2 separate regions of the Mus musculus genome follow, and region 2 is linked to region 1. A link is a contact called in public Hi-C data. All regions are on one chromosome and are shown on one strand. The core of a region is the stretch at or near the end of the contact, and the rest is flanking DNA. Distances in the headings are between cores, read along the strand shown.

Region 1 (5,517 bases), core at 842-3,341:
AGTGGTCAACCCTAAACACACCTATAGAAGAGCAACACTAAAAGCAATGTAGGTTGTCTGTGTATATGTGCGCATGTGTGAGTGCATGTGTGTATTTGTGTAATTAAAGAAAATGAGGGCATGAAATTTAAAGGAGAGTTTGGGGAGACACAAGAGGAGTTGGAGGGGAAGAAGCCAGGGTGGAAATTATGTAAATATAGTACTCATGTATGAAATTATAAAAAAATACAAAATCAGAATAAATAAATGGTTTCCAAAAGTGGTATTATAGACAGGCATAGTGGCACACAATTTTAACTGAACACTCAGAAGGTAGAGGCAGGAGGATCTCTGTGAGTTTGAGAGCAACCTTGTCTACACCGCCCCCAGTCAAGCAGGGTTAAATAGTGAGGGTTTGCCTGAACCAACCAATCAAATAAACAAACAAATAAGCAAACAAATGGGCAAGCAAGCAAGCAAGCAAGCAAATAAAAGAAAAAGAGTTCATGAAACTTAAAGGAGAGTTTGGGAAGACACAAGAGGAGTTGGAGGGGGAGAAGCCAGGGTGGAATAAAAGAAACGGAGAAATAAAAGGTTGCAGTTACTGAAAAACAGCAAATGTAAATTATTGAATGTTGTTGGACAAGAGCGACCCACTGACTATTCCTTCTATGTGAGCATCCATTGCAATCTTGTTAACTTTAGACAGAGTTGATAATTGGGCTTTATGGAGACTCACCCTCAAATGACTGTTGTGTGAATGAACCTTTTGCCATTGAAGGAATGAGGATGATGTGATGTCTCTCTTTGATTCTAAGCCTAAGGGGAAAAGTCTTCTGTATCAAAAACACATGGCTTAAAATTTCTGCATCTGAGCCTGCAACATTGATGGAGTTTTATGTAAAGAGATAAAAATCTTTGCATGGACTGTCACAAGCTGTTTGGGTGAACAGAGCTGCTGTTGCAAAACCACTGTTGATATTCTTAAATGGGCTGCAATGAGAACCACCTGTACGTCAGACCGAAGGTTTGGGCACAGTGAAAATCATCATGGTCAAAATAATGAAAATGAGGAGGGAGGGAGGGAGGGAGGGAGGGAGAGAGAGAGAGAGAGAGAGAGAGAGAGAGAGAGAGAGAGAGAGAGAGAGAGAGAGAGAGAGAGAGAGAGAGGAGAGAGAGAGAGAGAGAGAGAGAGAGAGAGAGAGAGAGAGAGAGAGAGAGAGAGAGAGAGAGAGAGTATGAGCATGTAAGGACAAATATGAGCTAGTTCAACAAGGAGGAAAATGTGAACAAGGAATTCAGAAACAGGTGTAACTTCTTTTAGAAACAAGAGATTTCAGAGGAAGAAGAATATCATTTGCCAGATACTACTCAGGAACACCTCAATATTCCTGAATGCACTTATAGTTCATATTATCTACCCTAATTATGGCAGACTTACAGTAGTTAGGAGACAATGTCACCCTAGAAAACACATATTATTGTGAAGTTAGAGCAAACAATTTGAGGGGAAGACTCTCTAGAAAGAATAGTACTAGTTAGTAGCCATGGCTGTCTTGTTAGCAAGAGAGAAGGCAAGAAAGCAGTAAATAATTATCAACAATTTACACTTTCCTAGATATAAGCCCATACTATATCTCAATTGGTATTCCTGAGAGAGCAAGCTGAAGGAGGTTTGGCATCTAAAAGCATTCATAAAGTATTTTATTTTAGACAAATTTGATGAAACATAATGGAAAGAAAGATGAATTGAATTAAATTGATTAAATTGAATATTCCTCTTCTGAGCATTTGGTTCTTAAAGATTCTGATCCCATTCTTGTCAGACTCACATGAATAGATGTGCTAGATACTTATGAAATGGTTAAAGAATTATGGATGTTTGGGTTATGCATGTGTGTTCTGAGAATTTTCTTAAACCCAAAGAGTTCTCATGAAGAAGAAAGAAATGCATGTTAATAATTAACCTTAACACAAGCAAAAACTGTGATGGCTGGTAGGGATGGGAGTATTGCCCAAAGGTCAAGTACATGAACTCTCTAATCAATAGCTCAGTTCTGCCACTTATTAGCTGCGTAAGCTCTGTAAGTTCTTTGACTCCACTAAGACTAGATCTCTCCCCTCTCGGCAAAGAAAACCATGCCAGGTAGCTTTAGCCCTCTGGGCACAGAGCCTGGTATACTATCTTGCTGTTGTTATTTGCCATTACAAACTAGGTGCAATGATTGAGAACATTCTGGAAGAGGTTTTGGCATGTCATTAGGTCTGAGTCTCAACTTTACAGAGTGCTGAGTACACTTAATTAAAAAAGGCGAGGCAAATTAGAGCAGTCTTGGACTTTGATGTTGAAAGACCTTGCTCAGCTTCCTACTCCTGGTTGATCCTTATCAGCATCACTCTGCAGTTCATATACTGGTTATGTTACCCGGCATGGATGAACTTCAATTCCTAGACAGAAAGTTGAAATAAGGAACGTATTTGTTTCTCAACATTGCAACTGTGGGGAAGTGCCGAGGAAAGTCTGCTGTGACCTGTAAACAAATATTTCTCTTGTAATTATTACTTTGAGGTATATAGAAAACAATGAGAAAGGACAAGTTAGCACAGAGATTAGCATGAGTTAAAGGCATAGAAGTTGACTGGCATACTGATGTTCAAGAATGACAAGAAGGTAGGTCTGACTGAAAACCTACCAGCATAGAAGGGCGTGCTTCCTTGTTGCAGTTGTTTATCTTATGGAAGCCCGAGTTGCAGAATTTGGTCTCTATTTTCTCTCAGTTTGTAGAATCTTCTGTAGAATGCCCTAATTATTATTTGACTACACATCTCTTAGGATCTTGGTAGTAGGGCCTAGGTTTATGCCATTGGAAAATCAGTATAGGTGATTCTAGTATCTACCTAGGATAAGGGAAAATATTTGTGATTTTTCCATCTCTCTTTGATTCAGTGAGATGGCTTTGTAAATATCAAGAAATATCAATGCATTACAGTGGTCAATTATTAATGCACAAAGAGATACAATCATGACTCAGAGAAGATAAGAGTGGGCAAGGCAGTTGGCCCTATTGGACCAGAAGAAACTATAGTGTGCTTAGACAAAATGATTGATCATACGTGAGGCAGAAAAATGACTCAGCCTGGAGCAACATTGTTGAGTTATCATCCACCCCTCCATCCTCCCGTGTATTGTCTCTTATGGTTTGCTGGGCATGCGACTCAGCAACTGTCCCAGCTTCTGTGGATTCTTCTGGGAGACAATTCAGTCCAGTTCAACTATCTGACTACATTTGAGACTCTTCTATTAGAGAGAGAGAGAGAGAGAGAGAGAGAGAGAGAGAGAGAGAGAACAGCTCTAGTTATCCAACAAAGGCAAATGGAACTACATTGAGGGGTGTGATGCAATGGTTCAGTAGTAAGGTCTCTGACTTCTCTAGAACATGACCTGGATTCAGTTTCCAGCATCCACACAGAAGATCACAACCATTTGTAACTGTAGTTCTGGATATCTTATGCCTCTTCTAATGTCTTCTGGAACAAGACATGCATTTATTATACATATATACCCACATACAAAACACTTGTACACCCAAAATAAATATGAACAAGCCATAAATCTTAAAGAAACTACCTTGAGATTCCATTGCATTCATACAAAACATCAACAAAAGGACAAAAGTAACAAATGGTATTGAAGATGTGGGGATGAAGGACCCCTGTTGGCTGTTAGTGGGAATGTTAATTAATACATAGACTATTGAAGTTAGTATAAAGTTTCCTAGGAAAGTAATAAATAAACTAAATCCTAAAAATAGAAGTATTATAAAATCCAGTTGAACACTTTGGGGTATATACTTGAAGGAGTAAAAGCCAGCTTACAATAGAGTTACTGTATATTCTTGTTTATCTTACCACTACTAACAATACATAGGTCACAGCATCAGCCTGAATGCTTATCAGTGGATGAATATAAAAGGAAGTGTAGTGTGTACACAAAGGAGCATTACTCAGCAATATGATTAACAAAATCACTGGCAGAAAATGTATGGAACTGGAGAGCATCATGTTAAGTGAAATAAGCCCACCAGAAAAAAGTAAATGAAATTTGTTTTCCCTCTGATATAGAATATATCATCCATGCATGAAGGTACAAGAAGGGTTCTTGAAGAGAGAAAAAGTGTCAGGTGAGAATGAAGGACAAAAGAGGTTAAGAAAGAGATGAATGTGTTCCCAGCATGCCTCTAATCACTGATCTGCCTCAGCACCCCGAATATTTGGGTCCCAAGGAATTGAGGATTATGTATTAAGAATATTACCACTTAGGAGCTGGACAAATGACTCCATGGTTGAGAGTAATTAATTGCTTATGCAGAGATCCCAATTTTTCCCCCAGCACCCACAAGTCATAAATGCCTGTAATTCCAGCTTCAGGGGATCTGCCACCCTCTTCTGAACTCTCAAAGCCACCTGCAGTTTTGTGTATAAATCCTCCTTCCCATTCACAATTAAACATAATAAAAATAAATAAGAAGTCGATACTGCTTTGACTTCACATCTTATCTTCCTATATACCACTGAGACACAACTTGTGTTAAGAGATTTCTGTTTGCAGACTTCCTAGTTTTTTTAAATTTGAGCAAGTCTATATGTTTAAATTCAGTACATAGCTGCTGCTCTTCCAGGCAGACCATTATGCAATCAGTCTTCATTTATTACTTTATTCTAAGTCACCAGCCATAAGAAAACAACAAAAAATGGGAGGAGGAAAAGTCAAGTGAAATCTTATCATCTTTGTATTCCAGGCTTGTTGATGTCTGGTGGGGTTTTAATCTTACTAAATGTATTTTTTTTAAGGGATTGAAAGGAAACCCAGATTGTTTTGAAACACTTCTAAGAACTAACCATGAAGCCAATGCATTTTTGTTAGTCTGAAGGCAAGGCTGCCATTGTGATGAAGATAGAAAGTTCACTGTAGAGGCAAAGAAAGCTACAGCACAGGCTACTCAGTCCATCGCCTAATTGTGGGGGGAGCAGCAGAGAGAAGAGAGGCAAGCTGCAGTCAACAAACACACTGTGGAGAGTCTGAGCAGATGGCAGATGGAACCTGTGCGTGAACCCTGTTTGTTTCTTTGTTGTTAAAGGTAACATGACTTTTTAAATAGATAAGCCACAGAGAGCAAGTTCTGGTCAGAAGGACCCTGGGTCTCATATCAGAGAAGGATTTTGGGTTTGTTCTGATTAAGAACTTGGCTTACATGACTCTGCTACATGGGATCATGATCAGTGAGAGTCTCTCTCTCTCTCTCTCTCTCTCTCTCTCTCTCTCTCTCTCTCACACACACACACACACACACACACACACACACACACACAGAGGAGAAAGCCAGAAAGCCGGGAGCACACCAACACAGAGGTAGAGACAGAGGCAGATAGAGAGAGACACAAGCGAGAATATTTTGGCATTGCCATATGATACCCACAGTTTACCCTCTAGTTTCAAATGGGTTAAAGAGGCTATTTTCCCATATAAAAGCTGCTTCT
Region 2 (5,517 bases), core at 2,239-4,738, 440 kb before region 1:
GTTAGTCTCATATGCCTAAATATCTAGGTAAATAATTTATGAGCTGTAAATAAAGATCTGCTCACTATATTTATGCCTATTCGTGCCACTGTGGGAAGGGAAACAAAACCTCAGAAGACAGAGCTGAAAAAAAGGACTTAAATTTGGCTATCAAACTCATTAGTTTGTTCCATGTTCCAGTGGGGCATGGTAGATACAATATGAAATCAAAACAAACAGCACAGATATATTCTGAAATTCACTCTCCAATGTTCAAGTGGTAGACATAAGTTCCACAAGTGGGACTGTAGGCAGGACCTGGCCATTACTCAGAACTGTTTCAGCAATATTGGAGACTTTTCTATCTATTCTTTCCAAGACATAGAAAAAAATCATTAAACTTTATAATCATTCAAATACACTCTCAGTCCTTGGCTGAATATGAAATCTTTCCATTAATTGTATGGAGTCGGTAGTATCTCCCATCTGCAACTGAGAAATAATGAATCAGAGATAGAGAAGTCAGTCACAAAGCTAAAGAATTGTTCATTGTAAACGTAAAACATTTACCTCCCAATTTCAGCCCAGGACCATTTCTACAAAGCACATGTGACAAGAGCACCTATGTGACTTGTGCACTTGTTTGAGAGCTCTCCCCAGTCTGGTAGCCTTTCCCTCCCGTGTTTCTTATTTCTTGCTATCAGAGTCCTTCAAGGAGAGACCAAAAGTCCCCTGCATCCTTCCTTCTCCCCCATGCTAGCTCCATCCCCCAAACTCCATTGCCCTGGGTTAATGTAGCCTCTTCACTGAACCCCCAGGCTTTCTGAGACTAAGGGCCTCAGGGAGAGAAAAGCAGTGAGCATTGCTGTGCAGGATGGCTCGGCTGTACCCCAGTAATTCTCAGGTGATGGCCTGATACTTTACACCGCAGATTGGTATTCACAATTCATCTTCGGGTCAAAGCTTTGGAGCAGATCTCGTAGTTCCCATTTTACAGCTAAAGTGATTTACACCTTAAAAGTTAGAGAGTTTGTCCCAAACCTTACTATAGTGGCATCACCAGAGTTCAACCCTACCTTTCCACACCTGTGCTTTCTCTGGGTTACTACATCCTGTGTTTCTAACTAAGCTTAGAGACCTACAGGACGAGAAACGAATCTCAAAGTTAGTGCCTTTCTTTCACTTTGCAAGTGTGCCCGCCCCGTACAAGTTCTTCCTCTCTGTGTTTCCCGAAGAAGACCTGAGCACTCTGCCAAGAAGACAGCAGACACTGGACAAATATTTGTTCAAAGGGATCAAATATCGTGCCTTCTAGAATGTCTACAAGCCATCAAAGACTATTAATAAGGGAGAGGAAATGAACCAGAAGAATCAAGATCAGCTGAAGGGGAGTGTACCCTGTACCTTGTGGTAATGGGACTCGTGATAGGTGCTGTAGCAAGCAGAGAGAGGCTAGCATGCTGAAATGCCCCCTGTGTAGAGATCCCCCCCCCACCCCCAGCCTGTGCCTGGCATAGACTGCTAACAATAAAGTTGTGTCTATGGTCTCTGATCCCTCTCCCTTTTCCACTGGTCTGGACCTCTTTCAGGCCAAGGTCAGTGTGAGAATGACTTAGTGCCTCCTTCCTGACATTTTACCTAAAACAAGATTGCCGACAAAAGCTTGTCTTTGTGTGAAATTTTTAAAAGCCTGAATTTGAAAGAGAAAGTTATTCTTTGAATTTTTGCACCCTGATCAGACAGGCCACATCAATAAAAATAATTCACATTTCAAAAGCAAAGTCCTCATATAGCAACAGAACTAAATAATGAGAACATTAGCTTTGGAGCTGGTGGGCTCAGGGTCAGAGGGAAGGCAGACTTTAGGGTTATCTATCTCTCTGAGTTGAACTATTCCCCCACGTTAATTTCTTCTAAAGGTTTGAAATTTTAAACTACTGTAGAATTATATGCTCTTTATGTTTCTTCTAGACTTTACCTTAGAATCTACTGGCTTATGTATTCAGATAAGACAGAATTTCTGGTCTAAAATTTTCTTAGAAAGGAAATGTTACATCATTTGTGTAAAAGGTTACTCCATTTTCCTGCCTGCCTGGCGATGCTAGCTAAAGGAAGTGTGGCCACTGTGACTTCTGGTTTCCTATACCTCAACCTTGTGGATATATGTATGTACATCAGAGCCCGCTTCAGCTACTGACTGTGGAAACTGAGCCATGGTATTGGATTTCTTTAACTTCAGTTTTACTGGACAGAAAATAGGAACTAATAATATCCACTCGGTTGGGTTTTGTTTTGTTTTTGAGAATTAAATAAGAAGATGCATACATATATGCACCTCATTTATTGTATAGCCTAACAAAATTCAGTAGTGAGAATATACATGGGAGTAAATTAATGAATTATGAAGCCCTCATAGCCAACAATGATCTGCATTACAACCTAATGATGGCCACTAATTGGAACCTGAAATATAAATTAACTAACACATCTTCCAAAGTTCTTACTAAACATATTAGGGTTTTTTTTCCCTTCTAAGCCAGAGTTGGATGGTTACTACTCCAAGAAAATTGTGATGGCAGCCCATGCCAGATTTTCTACCGTGCTAATTTCAAGGGTTCTATTATATAGTCTCCTCCTATTCCTCCTCTATTATATAGTCTCCTCCTTTCTAAATATGGTCATATTTAGAAAATTTGTCATGATTTCTGCCTCAGTCATGAGCATTGTCATAAGTAGAGCACGTTCTAACGATTCAATGAGCTCCATTTAGTCAAGAGATTAAATAGAGTTCACAAATTCATGGGCTGTTGTCTTCACTTTAATGAATCGGTGATTCGCAGTTACTGATCAACCTACTAATGCCACTGTTCATAAATGGGAATGGGCCAACCCCTGCTGGTGTAATGATCAGCTGGAGGAGGAGTGGGTTGGGCTCCGAACAGCTGATGGTTCTCCCTGTTTCTGGAGGGGGGCCTTTGAGATGACTCTGTATAGGTAGGTAGGCAAGGCTAGGCAACTGTGACACCTCCCCAGGGTCCCTTTGGTACCAGGGATTTAAGAACCTCAGCTGTCAAAGAACAATAAATTTCCCTTCAAAATATAAAACATAAATCAGTGTTTCCCAAACACTGAAAGGCAAGAAGAAACTAAATCCCCACAATAATGAAAAGAATCCTGTTAATTAAATCAGCAAGGTAGAGAGCTTCCCTCCCAGCACACGGCCCAGCCGAACACTAGAATACCTTGGAGACCAGAGCTGAAATCCAAGCTTTTTCTAGTTTTCCAGCCAGCATCCTGAGGGAACATTTAGAAGAAAGGGGAGGGGGGAGAGTATGAACAGGACAAGTAAACACAACTTTTTTTTTTAGAAGTTGTACTTGGACAATGTTTATCTAGAAAGGGAAGTTGCAAAACAAATTATAAAGGAGACTCAGCTTGTGTGTGCCAACCTCTTATCAGATCTGCACCTGTCTTGAGTAAGTGGAAAGACAACAGATTCCAGTGCAAGGTTCTTGAGGGAAGGCAAGACAGGGCTGTCATTAATTCTTCTGAGTGTTTGTGCATTTGACTGCGTGCTGCTTGCCCCGGTCTGCACTCCATGCTGGTTAGTTTTATGTGTCTCTTGAACTCTGTGGCTCAAACAGTTTCTAACAGTGATTAGTTACAACACACATCTTTCTGTTTGTTCTACAAAGCCACTAACATAGATTTGTGGGTTGCTTTAATGTTTGGTTAATTGGCGGGTCTACTCAGAGAGCAGATTGCCAGTGCTCGAGGAAAGCTTGGGGAACAAGGGTTGTGAGTTGTTTGCTTGTTTATTTGTTTGTTCTTATGACTCTGTCACATTTGATAGTTCAGGGCCATCGGCCTCTTATGAAAGCCACTGACACCAAGAGCCCTTGCACTGGGTTTCCTTCCTTTTTGTTTTGCTCTGGTTTTTTGTTTGTTTGTTCATTTGTGTTTTGGGTTTTTGTTTGTTTTGGTTTTGGGTTTTTGTTGTTGTTGTTGTTGTTGTTGTTGTTGTACATCAGATCTTAGTCTGGGGTTCAGGTTAGCTTGGAATTAAAAAGTAGCCCTTGCTATCCTGAAGTTTGCTATGAAGTCAAAGCTGACCTTGAATCTCATGTCCTCCTGCCTCTGCCTCCCAAGTACTGGGATTACAAGCATAAAGTGTCACGCCCAGCTTGGGTTTTGCCCTTTAAATTCCTCAAAATGGAGTTACATCAAACCCATAATCTACCATTAAATTGGGTTTCACTGCCTTTGACACACACCAGCATCTATTCCCAGCATCTGAGACCTCTCTTCTAAATCTTTCCAAATGTTTGAAACTACAAAGCTACCCAACTCTTCACCTAGACCCAACTCAACTCCTCCTTATAGAGTGTGTTATAAATGCTGCAGGGTGTGCTTGCTGTATGTTCTTGTCCATCCAGATGTCTGTCTGCTTCTTACAGGCTTTGTTTCGAATCCTCCTGACAGCAGGGGTGAGATGGCAGAGGGGTGGGAGGTCTGTCAGCTGCATCCCCTTGCCATCCATCACCTGTCACCCTGTTCACATCTACACATTAACACTGAAAGGTCATTCTCTGTGTTGAAGGTCAAAATGTCAGAAGCTCTGTGGACAGGCTTTGGGAGGTAAGGATAAGGTCTAAATCTGCTCCTCTCACATTCTGGGCAAGCCCCCTCTGCCACAGAGCTAAAACCCCAACCCACTTGTGTTGTTGTTGTTGCTACTTTGATTAGTTTGCTTTTTCATGGGCTTAATTGTTTGTTCATTTGTTTGTTTTAAGAAAGATCTCATATAATCCAGGCTGACCCCACACTTCTACCTAAGTCACTGACATCTAATTCCTAATTTCTTTACTTCTGCCTCCGGAATGCTGGGCTTACAAGAACACAGCACTATACCCAGCACCATCCCTCTTTTTATTCTTTCTTTAGAGACAAAGTCTCACTAAGTTTCCCAGGTTAGCCTTAACTTTTGATAGTTCTATCTCAGCCTTCTGAATGAGTGGAATTACAAGCCGCTAGGCTCTACCAGCCTTCAAGTTGATAACAGAATTGAATCCATAGCTTCAAGACTGCCAGCCTCCAGATAGTGCCAGGCACTCAGGCAGACAGAAAAGGATTAGTAAACACAGTATGTCTCAACCCTAGCATTCTGTAGCCAGGGCAACTTTTCAATGGGAGTTAAGTGGCCACACTGATATCCTGGAAAAGCAGGACAAGATGGCGGCACCAATCTCAGTCTTAACTGTTGTCTTCTGAGAATGTCACTGGGTTGTGGCTCTTTGTGGTTTCCCTTTTTCTCTCTGACGCTCTCTGACCTTATACAGAGGTATCTCTGTGCTTGGTAGGGAATGGCATAGACCTCCTTAAGACTTTTATTTTTTCTGAGTTTTTTAAATCAGGAAAGATTTAAAGTCATACAGACTACATGAGAAATGAGCCTGCTCCAACGCCCCTGTGTGTGTGTGTGTGTGTGTGTGTGTGTGTGTGTGTGTGTACATTCAATGTATGTGTACAAGCATATTA

Evidence for each region. Hi-C and Micro-C count contacts between places; a contact is called where the count stands out from the background.
Region 2: a Hi-C map of liver shows a contact between it and region 1, with 9 times the contacts expected there. The contact joins two enhancer-like sites. A contact is called at or near these places in 1 of 484 Hi-C or Micro-C datasets (liver) and 1 of 9 other capture datasets (pancreatic islet).

The regions. Positions count from the first base shown.
Region 1 is chr2:115,446,810-115,452,326 of GRCm38.p6, reverse strand. No RefSeq gene overlaps it. Among named protein-coding and RNA genes, the nearest start is that of Gm39910, 39 kb to the right of the region's middle. Within about 2 kb of position 2,091, at least 12 of the 459 cell types and tissues checked have an H3K27ac peak or open chromatin away from gene starts, as enhancers often do. A contact at or near this core is called in liver, where this site is marked.
Region 2 is chr2:115,886,817-115,892,333 of GRCm38.p6, reverse strand. The region is part of intron 9 of Meis2 (Meis homeobox 2); the gene reads left to right. Among named protein-coding and RNA genes, the nearest start is that of Gm31590, 83 kb to the right of the region's middle. Within about 2 kb of position 3,488, at least 7 of the 459 cell types and tissues checked have an H3K27ac peak or open chromatin away from gene starts, as enhancers often do. A contact at or near this core is called in liver, where this site is marked.